Regions from separate parts of the Zea mays genome. Here region 1 is linked to region 2. The links are chromatin contacts, called in public Hi-C maps. All regions are on one chromosome and are shown on one strand. Each heading gives the region's core, a stretch centred on a gene start, on an enhancer-like site or on the middle of the called end of the contact. The rest is flanking DNA. Distances are from core to core; before and after follow the strand shown.

What was found. A called contact is a pair of places that touch in the nucleus more often than the background predicts.
Region 1: a Hi-C map of ear shows a contact between it and region 2, with 2.7 times the contacts expected there. The contact joins the promoter of LOC100285985 here to the promoter of LOC100282654 in region 2. A contact is called at or near these places in 8 of 25 Hi-C or Micro-C datasets (bundle sheath, ear, leaf and 2 more).

Annotation. Positions count from the first base shown.
Region 1 is chr1:272,769,803-272,775,666 of Zm-B73-REFERENCE-NAM-5.0, forward strand. It overlaps LOC100285985, which reads right to left and starts at 4,557. Exons shown (of 13, transcript NM_001158873.1): 1 at 4,139-4,557; 2 at 1,526-1,678; 3 at 1,232-1,356; 4 at 77-202. The coding sequence starts at 4,347.
Region 2 is chr1:272,501,218-272,507,425 of Zm-B73-REFERENCE-NAM-5.0, forward strand. LOC100282654 (protein binding protein) reads right to left here and starts at 3,061. Exons shown (of 14, transcript NM_001155562.2): 1 at 2,628-3,061; 2 at 1,931-2,021; 3 at 1,740-1,824; 4 at 1,505-1,589; 5 at 868-937. The coding sequence starts at 2,761.

The DNA of each region.
Region 1 (5,864 bases), core at 3,307-5,806, 270 kb after region 2:
GAGAACAGTTTTCAAAGAGGTTATGCCACTCATGACATAAACTCCACACTGGAGAAAAAACAATTCCAGCAAATACCTATAGTGTCCAGGCTAGGTGCAACAGGAATGACACCACTATTGGAAACCACAGCATGCGAAGGCCTGAATGCTAAGACACCACAATAAGCACCAGGTATCCTTACACCTCCAATCGAGTCAATACCTGCCAAAACCACACTTTCTGTAACATTAATCAAATGAAAAATGGGCCAACCCACATTTAATGTACAGTACACGCGTAGCGTAGATAATGGCATGGGCCAAAAAAATTTATCTAGAAATGTCAGCCACCAGGTATCATGAATTATAATGACATCTCTAAAATACTTGATTTTCGTAATGGCATATATCTGAAAACCCCTATAAAAAGGCAGACCCAGTGCCGGAGGCTCCCACATGAGGGATATGAGGAAGAGATAAAACGAGGCAAGCCTTCCCTCCACAAATGCAGAGAGGCCGCTTTGAACTTGCAGACCCAGTGCCGGAGGCTCTCACTATTACACCAGACCTGTCCCTTTGTCAATATTAAAAAAAATAGTTTTTTAAGAGAAATAAAGACACCCTAGGTAGAACAAATAAGAGAGCTACAGATAAGCACATGTGCAGTATACTTTAGACCTGCACCACAATCGTTGACATCTACCAACTCTATAAAACCCACTTTTTGACATGAACTGAACCATAAGAAAAGAATATTTGCACATATCAAGAGAGATGTAATGGTTCATTGGTTCCAACTTCCAACTCTAAACCTAAACATTTGAAAAGAAATCTCACTGTTATATTAAAACTAAACGATCCTTTCTTATAATTCACTTTACAAATTATTGAGTAGGCTTTAAGGTTTAAGCCCTCTTTTGCAACACATTGTGTGAACATTGTAAGTACAAATTCTCATGAAATAAAACATTAAAGGGGTAAGTATCAAGAACATATGCAAGCATTCATCAAGATTCAAAGCATTTTTTATTTTACCACGAGTTACATGTGAAATGATACTGTTTTGTTTCTTTCTTGGAGCTTAGAGATGGTTCAGTTGGGTGCCCGCTGCCATAACACATGTGATATTAAGAAAACTATGAAAGCTTCAGCCCAAATAGCCAACGACTTTTGAATAAACAAAACTCGTAGCATAATAGCATGCACAGGCTGTCCAGAAATTCTACAGATATTTATGAAGAAAAAAACTCACCCAGGGCAAAATCTACCATTCCACCAGCAACTGCAACAGCTGATCCACTTGAACATCCTCCTGGTACTCGATCTGGAGCGGCAGGATTTGTTGGTGTATCAAAATATCTATTCTCACCATGGATACTGAAAGAATATGTATTAAGTCACACACACACATAATACAGCTAAAAAAGATATCATACTAAATGCAACGAGCCTTTGTTGCCATTACAATATGCATAAAAATTAGAATCAGCAAGAGATAAAAAGAAATCAGCTCTACAAAACAAATGTCAAGCAAAAATGATTTTACCTGTATGCCATCTCATCAATAACAGTTTTCCCAACACAAATAGCACCACCATCAACAAGAGCTGAAACCACTGAAGATGTTAGCACTTCTGCATTGTGTGTCTTTGCCCATTCAAGACTGCCGAAACTTGTAATATAACCACTGACATGCAATCTGCAAATCATCAAAGCAGATATTTGTTCTCAAGGGTAAATAACGCAAGATGACAAAAAACACCATTGCAGATGTACTACTGATCTACTGGTTGTCAGGGCAGGTGCAGAAATCATGACATGTAACTATTTCATGCAACATTGGAAAGAATAAATTTTACACCTAGGTAGTGCAAGCATCTATTAAATTTCTTTCTCATGATGTGCGTGCAACAATTACCAACCTAGTAACCTACAGATCTAAAACTACTGGTGTATCACAAAACAGCAACAAACTTTCTACCATAATACATATCTATGGTATAGCATGAAAATGCCCTCCTAAAAAACTAACTACACGAACGTTTTCAGGGAGTAGTGATGGCAAATCTAGGTATTAATTATTAATTTCTGGTAGGGTAATAAAGTTCAAGAAATTTATAACTGCTTAAATATGCGAGTAGAAGCAATATTACCCTTGGTTCAGATAATTACTCACCGGGTGGCTGTCACTACATAACTAAGAGGCCAAAAGCTGTACGAGGAATGACTAATTATATTATACCTTAAACCAGTTTAGAACACCTTATCAAACATGGCTTTATGACTGGCAGCATTTATACACCATATGACTGCAGATACAATGAGATGGTTGGCATGCAAAGTATTGTGTTGAAACTGATAAAACATTATCTTATATCTCAAAGTTCTCAATTGTTTACAAGAAGGTAAAGCCCTGTATAATTTTATGGCAGATAACTGCAACTCCCATAGAAAATCCAATGCCGGAGGTTCCCACATGAGTAGGGTCTGGGAAGAGAAAAACCAAGGCAAGCCTTCCCCCGCAGATGATGGGAGGCTACAAATCTCATCAACAGACAAAACTCATCCATCGGCGTTGGTAGCGCCCAGATGCCACATCTGGGTCTGGCACTGGACGCAGCATCCACCATCCATTTGTCCTATCCTTTGATCCACAGTTCATTTAATTTAGTCCACAAGGAATAACATATCTACTTCTAATTAATCCAAGTGAAATGGGACTATCTTCGTGCATTCCTTTACCTCCACATCTGCCTACCTCTTGCACCATCGCTATTTCTCTCGTGCGGAATTCCAAGGCTGGGTTAAAAAAAACACGGAACACCCCTCACCCCTGTCGGCCTGTTCTTCCACTGACGCAGCTGCAGAGATATAAGTAACCTGCAGCCACATCCTGGTTGCTCCTGGACAGATAACCTATGCGGATGGGGCCTTCAGGGTGTTTTCGTGGTCCTGCAGCGAGAAAATTTCTTCTTCTTTAATACCCAGGGTGGTCTATCCCCCAAGGACTGAGTCTGACAACCAGGAAAACCCTTGCAACAAATAATTTAAGATATTGAAACATTTTGAGAAAAGCGACGAAGCATTGCCACAGCAAGTGCTCCATGGAGTAGAGGTCCTGTTGGCCAGGCTGCTGTTGCTGCACATGGCACCTAAGCTTGTGTCAACTTGATGATGACACAATCACCTCCAGGGATGCTCTTCCTCTTCCCCTTGACCTACTCCTTGACCCATGAGGAAGCAGGAGCAGCCGAACAGGACGGGGTCAGCAGCCCAGCAACCATGACGGACAACTTCTTCATGTTAAGAGTGGTGATGGCATTGATAGAGGGCGTGTATGCTGCCATTTGGTTCCTGCCAGGTCAGATATCTGGCATCTCGAATTTGGCATAAACAGCACTAGATTGGTGCTTGAAGAGATGAGGTGTGAGGAGAGAGGAGAGCACGGGAGGAGATAGAAGCAAATGGGGAATCGGAGAGGGATGAGGTGTGTCGAGCAGGGGTATAATAAAAAGCTAGTGGTGGAGGTTTGATGGTGGAAATTGTGTGTTTTAATTGATTGGAGAACTGGTCCTATGTGGAAGGAGTGGCCAATGTGTTGTACACACGACGAGGAGCATTTCCACGGGTCCATTCATGTTCCTTTGCAGCCAACATTTTGGTATAAAGAAAGCCATGCATAAAGCTGTCTGATGTGAGGCAATTTACTCAGTTCCAAGAGTATATACCGGTTTGCAAGGCAAAACAAGCTCTGTGCAATTCATTGTCCTTTTTGGCTCAGGCAAGCCATGCACGAATTTGTCTAGTGTGAGGAAGTTTAGTATCAACTGACAGAACGTATCCGCTTTGCCACATAGAGCAAGCTAAAGAAAACACACAATCATGTTGTGCTGAAATAGATAAGAGCAAAAGCATGCTATACTTTGGCATGATGAGCATCCAATGCACCATGTCAAATGAATTTGTATCGCCCTAGCTCAGTGATACCAGACAAAAATTCCACCACTCACGACATCGACCTGATATCGATAACAACCTAGCATTATCCAATCTATCGAATTACTATTCATGCAGCTCTAAAAAGTCTTCCACCGATCCAAATCCGACGCTAAATCATATAATCAACCAAACACAAGGATATGTGGTCGCTAGAGCTTACGCGTCAGCGATGGCGAAGCAGAGTCCGGTGAGCGGGTGGGGCGCCTGCGGCGGCGGAGGCTGGGGCGGCGGGAGGAGCTCGAGGCGGGCGACGAAGGCGCCGTGATCGGGGCGCGCAGGGCGCCTCAGTCGCCGCGCCGCCAGGAGAACGCCCGCGATGCCGAGACCAAGCAGTACCCAGAGGTTAGCGGCGGCCCCTGAGGACGCCATGGACGAGGAGGACGGGCTCAGGCTCGTCTGCTCCGCGCGGGCAGGGGAAGGAATTCGAGGGCTAGGGTTTTAGCACGGCGCCAGGGGTTTTGAGGCAAGCGTACAAGCGCTGAGGACGACGGACGGCGAGGGGTGGAAGAGGAAGGCGAGGCGGCGTGAGAAGCAGATGCAGCGTGGTGGATGGATAATACCGCGGGCGATTGCTTTCTAGCAGACCTAGGAGATACTGCGCCGAAGAAAGAATTTAAGGGGAGCTTCTTATGACCACGAATAAGTACACTAGGAGGCAAAGGCGATCAGCTCTCAGGAGGCTGAACCGAGACAATTAGGTAAGTTTGTTAGAAAGAGGAAGATAAAATAGTAGATAAGTTAGAATGATTAGTTCCAGAGAGATAAAATAGGAGATAAGTTAGAAAGATTAGTTTCAGAGAGATAAAATAGGAGATAAGTTAGATGGATTAGTTCCAAACATGATAAGCTGTTATCAGTTGAGATAAATTAGGAGATGTATTATGATGCCGGGCTATATTATGCACCGGTAATGATTCAATGAAAAACAGAGAAGAATTAATCTAAGAAAAGAGATTATCTTCTCACTTCTCTCCGGCAACCCTCGACGGCGCTCCAGCCACTTCGCCGTCGTAGAGCCTACCGATCTCGGCCAGCAACCTCTCATCCGTACCAGCTCAAGCTTAGGCTTGGTTCTTCCAATTTGGTATCGAAAATGCCAGGTTCTACGGAAGGAGACGCATCAGCACCCGTCGTCGTCACCACCAATTCGGGTTTCGATCACAAACTCGATCACGTCCTCAAGATCGTCACCGACCTAGTTACCAAATTCTCCGACCTTTCCACCCGTGTCATCAACATTGAAGCCTGCCCAGCTGTATCCACACCCTTTCCCACGTTGCTAGTGTCAACCAAAATTTTGGTGCCCAGTTTAAATCTTGTGTGCATATCTTACATTACCATTGTCTCTAATGCTAAAAAAAGACAAGCATTTAATATTATGATGATGTATTCTTAGCACATTTAAGTGTTATCCTAAGCATCTCTTTCTCTAGCGACTCCCCTGCTAGAGGCATCGAAAATTCTGGTGGTGCCTAAAAAGCAGCACTAAGTCAAACTCGCAATCAGCTTAAATTCACTAATTCTAATATACTCAAACATGAATGTACCTTAGGAATGGAGTTAGCTTTTCAAAACAACATGTTCACTTGCATCTCACTATTTAATTAGGTATAATGCAAATATAAGTTAGTTCACACCTAGTTCCACTATGATAACCATTTAGCGTTAGAGTTCGCCTCTTCAAAGTACGACTATCTAACATAAACACCCTCTATTGTTTCTTAGTCAACAAAAGAAAATTTTAACATATATCTTTGACTTTGATTTTGCTCCTAACTTTTTTCTCTAATGTTGAAACTTTATCAGCTTGAGGCCTTGTCACGACCCGGTTGTGCCAACCTTCTGTTCACAAGAACCATGGGCATAATCTACACTTCAAAATTCAT
Region 2 (6,208 bases), core at 1,811-4,310:
TAGAGATCCTAGTTATTCCTCTCAGACGATGCTCAATATCTCTCTCCCATAGCTTCATAGTGTGGCTCATCAACTTAATTCCCTAGTAATTGGTACAGCTTTGAATACCTCCCTTATTCTTGTAGGTTGGTACCAATATACTTATCCACTCGACAGGCATCTTGTTAGACCAGAAGATATGGTTGAACAGCTTGGTTAGCCAAACTACAACTGTCCCGAGGCATCCCCATGCCTCGATTGAGATACCATCAAGGCCCATCGCCCTACCCCCTTCATCCTTTTCAATGCCTCTCTAACCTCAGATTCTTGGATCCTACGCACAAAGCGTCTATTGGTGTCATCAAAGAGTCATCCAACTAAAAGCCTACGTCCCCATTCTTCCCATTGAACAATTTGTCAAAATACTCCTGCCACCTATATGCTTGATCTCGTCCTCCACCAAGAGGTGCTCCATTTCATCCATAATGCACTTAACTTGATTTTGATTGTCGTCCCTTGTTTTCTCCCACAGACCCTATCCATCCTATATATGTCCTTATCTCCTTTGTACAAAATAAATCTAACCTACCAGATTCAAACCAACTGAGCTAAGGTTGGTCTATCCTAATAACCTTTCCAGTAGTGTCAATATATAGCACCGTATATTAGTCTTATGTATTCAACTATGCAGTTGGTTTGTAGCATATGCTATAGTCCATTCCATTACTAAAGAGTATCAAATGAATGTCAATATATTGCACAACTTAAATTTTCGGGGTTAAGCGATACTCATAATCTGAAGTTCTTTTTGTATTGAACAATGGGCTGCAATCAAACCAATGGAGAAATTGTGCTAACAGCAATCAGATCCACTAGTATGAGACTTACAGGAAGCGTCTCCCAAATAGCTTCATCACTCATGCTTTCTTCATCTCCAGGCATTAAAGCTCTACACATTCTGAATAATGAAAAAACATGCCAAGAAATGCATACACGTCAATGTCCAGAGTGACTAATACAGTAAGTCTCCAAAAATAACAAATAATAGTTTATTTTTCTTTGGTTAATGAGGTTCATAATTTGAACAGAAAAAGATAGAGGATTCAAACAATGATCAATATCCTGAATGTGTGCAGACACGGAAGTGTGAACTTTACCACAATATTATGGCACAAGCAAAACATATTAACATACAGAAGGATCTTGTGAATTCATTATTTTTATAATGATGTCAAAAGAACAATGGAAGACAAGCCATCAATGTAGATTATGTGTCATAAGTTCTTGAAGCCATCAATGTAGATTATGTGACAACACATTTTGCTGCTTCTGCGGGTTCAATCGATATTTTAAAAACTAGGCAGGTCAATTATATACAGTCATTACAAGAATAGGCAAAGTGAAGTACATAACAAGATATACCGCACTAGTTGAAATCATATAAAATTGAACTAAAATTTAAAAAGTATTTCAACTAAATCTAACAATCCATGGGAAATAAAAGGTAATAGCTCAAATTGGTTACCTAAAATTGTCAATAAGGATAATTGCTTCAAAGGCCAACAGAGGAAGGAACACAATCTTCAGATCAAAAGATGGATGATTTCTAACTGGGCAAACACAAAAGAAAAGAAGTGTTAAGATTACAAAGTTAACATAACAGAGAAACTTAACATGCGTCTCAGATTAAACTATTCTAGGAATCTCAATATGGTGACCATACTAGACAGGTTTTGTTACCCAATGGATTCTGACCCTACCTCTTATGCTTTCAAGATATATGCAGAGAAGCAGCTCGAACGCAATTAGTAAAGGCGCTGCAACAATCGAATGACATGGTGCCCACTGCAAGCAAAAAGAAACATATCAGGCTAACTGGATGCAAAATGAGCAATGGTAATGCAAACAGTAAAAAGGTCAGGTTTAATAGACGAGCCACTGTAAATCTCACATGACGGCCATGAGGTAATGAAGGGGCAGGCATTGAAAACCTTCCACGCGCAACAATACCATGAAAGAGCCATAGTGGAATGAATATTATCCTACATGATCAAAGTAGCATCATTAGCAATTTGTATCGGCTTTACCATTGTCAACTTATAGTATTTGTCATAAAGCAATCCATAATTCGGTATTACCTAATTCTAGCTACAAGGTTTTATCGTTGCGTTTGGCGTATCAGAACAGTGCTTAAAGGCATAAAATCTGCTGTCTATTATCCTAGCACAACACCAAGTGAGGAAATGCCGGCGGCTGGCCAGCATCAGCTCGGTTATAGATGGGGTCATTGATAAGCATCAATTGAGAACTACCAGCAGCTCTCAACATTCATCTGAGCCCCAGACATGTAGCTGAATTACACGTCGGCGGAGCAGATTATCCAGCACCAGCTACCAGCAGCCAAGAGCCAACCCTGAAACGCACGCAACACGCAAAAAAAAACGAGCATACGAATCCGCCAATTCCAAAACTACATCTGCATCGCAAGAAAGACGCTCTCCCCCGGTCCCCTCAAATCAGAACGCTGTCCAATAACTCGAAGCCCCTCCCCTCGCTGAAACAAAACTAATTAGATCGAATCGAAGCGGAGGGGGAGGGACGAAAGCCAGGTGGGAGGGGACGGGGAGGTTAGTGTTTAGAGCGCGTACCACCAGGAGTATGTGGTGCGTCCGTCGACCCTGAGCGCGAGGAGGAGAGTGAAGCAGAAGAGCGCGGCGTGCGCCGACGCCGCCTGGGCCGTCTTCCCCACCCCCGCCCACGTGTGCCCCCGCCGCCGCTGCATCTCTCCTGCTCCCTAGACCCCCGACGGGAAAGGCAAATATCCCCTTCTCCGGTGGCTCCGCTTCCTTGGACTCGAAGTTCGGCGATGGGTGGGTGACTCGGAGAAATGGGGGATAAACAGAACAAAGGGTACAAGGGTTTCTCTCTCTAGTCTAGTGATGGAGTCATGGAGTATGATAAGAGCGACGATTCCATTCTGCGTTCTCTCTGCGCTTTTTCGTAATGGAGTAGCATAACCTAGCAGTAGTATATTGCCGAGCCGCTGTTCATGGTCATGGGAGATGGAGAGGGGATGGATTGGATTGGTCGGGTCGGGTCAGAGAAGGAGAGAAGGAGAGGGATCGGGTCCCGGGGGCCAACAACGCGCGCCTGGTGTTTGAGACTGACCGCAACGCTGCCCTCTCCCCTTGCATGCGGCGCGTAGGGGGCACCCTATGGCCGCAGCGGTGCCCCCTACAGCGCCCCCTACGTGTCGGTCCCCTTCTCTCTCCCCTAGATCTAGCGTGTCACTGTTCATCACCCTAAACACTGTGCTGTGGGTCCACGAGTAATTGTTAGTAGATAAAAAATTGATAGTTGATATAGAAAATGATATTTTATAGTGGTAGTGGGGTATAGGGGGAGTATTTAGGGGGAACCGCTGCGGGAGATGAAAAAATAGGGGGGAAAATAGGGGGAAAAAGTGATATAGGGGGAAAAATTTAGGGGTAACGGTTGCGGATAGCCTGAGAAGCCGACGAGCTGGATTTTTTTTCTGCTCGGTATCAGGTCCTTTTTGGTTTAATTGAGGGACTAAGTTATTATCTACTCTGTATAGTTCTATAGACTAAAACTATTCAAAATGTATTAAATAAATCATAAAAAAACCTAAATATTCTTAGTGTTTTCTCGCCGTTAGTGTAACTGAAATAAAGGAGGTCAAAAGGTAGAATCTATATAGTTTAGTCCCTTTTAGTCATCCTTTAATGTGTTTAGTTTGAGGTTAAAGTAGAATGAAGCGGGACAGATACCGTCCTCTCGATTTTTTGGTATCACGCTGTCACTAAAAATTATTTCGGTGTTTAGCTTGCTCTCATGTGACTCTCATTCAAACACTATAAAATTGTGGTCGCTCACTTCATTCCTCCTTATACCTCCAACCAAACATACCATAAGCGACTAGATTATAAAACAATTTAGTCCATATTTTAATCTCATAATTTGATAATTTAATGACTAAATGTAACTAAAATGGATAACTAATCTTTAGTTCATCAAACTAGACGGCGCTAAGTGTAGGAGAATTTTTTTCTGCGACTTGGTGGCTCCGCCCGCGGCCCCCATCGTCCGGCCCCGTTTTGGCGGTTGCTTGCACGGCACACTCTCGGATCCTCCCGCCACGTTCCTCTCCCCGCCCCGCGTCCCACCGTCATCCCGCCCTACACCGACTCGCCGAGACGGAGGATCGCCCGCACCGCGGCGCGGGGACCGGGCCGACGACGCAGCCGGCCTGCCGAGACGCAGGTCAACAACGGATTTGGTGGGTCCGTTCCGTAGCTGCAAATGTCCCAAAATATAATTGGGAAAATATACAGGTAATAACATTGGTAAATGCGAAAGTCAAAAAAAAAACATTGGTAAATGTGTACTCCCTCCATTAATTGAGTGATATTTTAGAGTTAGAAATTTATCCTAAAATAAAATAAGTGCGTCTTTAAAGATATGAAATAACATAACCCTAATTACTTTTCTATTTTTAGTGCAATGATATATCTTTATTATTATTATTATTATTACTACTACACATATATAACTATACTACTATTATATATAACTAAAATAAGTGCATCTTTAAGTATTGTGTGTCTCGTACCTCGTTCCAACAAGTACATTCATTGTACGCGTTCCGGGGCTCCGAATGATGTCGCGGAGGATGCAAAATTTATATTTGTTCGGACAGAATGTTTCTACTTCCAGTCATCGTTGACTTGCGCTATCAGCAACATTGAGATAAAACTCGTAGTAGCGGTTAGTCGGTTACAAGCACTCGAGAGAGGGAGGAGAGGCTCTCAGGTCTCATGTCGGGATGAAAGTCGAGCTTAGAAGTTGAAAGGTGAAGCTTGACGGGGCTCTGGCCTTGAAATCCTCGTCGACGCTCCTTCTCATGTTCGTCCTTGTGAGCTCGTCTCCGTCTGAAGGCGTTCAATGGTGTCCAAGAGCCCTCTACTCGATCTCATTTGCCCTAAGACGACCCTCTCCCTTTTATAGGTCGGGACAGGGGTCGGGCGGCGGTGGTTTCCTCGGGAAGAAGTCGTAAGGCAAGGGTAAAACTAGTGTTTTACCCTGGGAGAGGCCACACATACTCGTGGGGTCCGGTGCTGTCTGGTTGTCGTGTATTATCGTGGTGGATGACGCGTCGGCGATGGTCCTAGGCACCATCATTCTGGCTACGTCGACCCCTGGCTTCCGTAGCCTGGGGCTCGGCGCGGCCCGTCGTGTAGTGCCCTGCTGGAGGTTTGCACACTCAGTCCTAGACCGATAGACCATAAGTGCGTCGTAGGTCGAGGGGCGCGCGGGCCATTAATGCACTGTTATCCGGGGGCTCGTAGGTCATGAGTGCTATGTAGCTCGAGGGGTTCATATGTCATGAGTGGAAAGTGGACCGGCGCCCACGCTGTGGCTTGGTGCCAAACGTGGTTAATGCGACCAGTCATTTATGGCGGGTCAGTCTGAGGCCTGGCACGAGATCCACTCGAGTGGTTCCCTTCTGACACGCCCGAACTCCCTTGTCAGGCTCCACCACGCCCGACCCCTAGCTCGGTGCCGCGGGGTTCGACCGGGATGGGTCGTTCCAGGGTTGGTGTACTTGGTCTTTCGAATAACTAACGGTCCCCAGCCATTCAGGGGCTCTTTCCTCAGCACACTCACTGGCTGGTGGGTCCCGGACCTAGGGTCCGGGGATCATTTCCTCGACAGTAGCCTCTGATCCCCCAAATGGGGAGTATCTCCCTTCGGGGCTGATGACAGGTGGGACGGTGTCCCGTCTGTTCGTTTCCCAAGCAGTTGTGACGTTCCCTCGAAAATTGGCACCACTCTTGTGGCGACCATCCGCCTCCTGGAGTGGAGTCGGGCGCTTTTCTACCCTCTTTATAAACCTTGGGTGGTCGCTCCCCTGCTGGATGTCCTTGATGTGTCATTTAAACTTGTCTTCAACCGGGTCAGCGGTCGAACCTTGAGCTTATCAAAATGTCACGCTCAGTGGGTCTCAAGTCGAGGTAGGCTTCTCCCCTCAGGCTTGTCAACCTCCACTTTTTGTCTGATTTTGCTCCGCCCTTTTTCCCACAGTAGTGCGGTCGCCGTCGACCCGGAGGTTGCATCTCGGACGAGCTCCGCGTATCTTCCTTCTCCTCCTCGAGCGCTCACAGGAGTTGGGATGCCTTTCACGCAGCGTTGGAGGCCACCAAGGTCG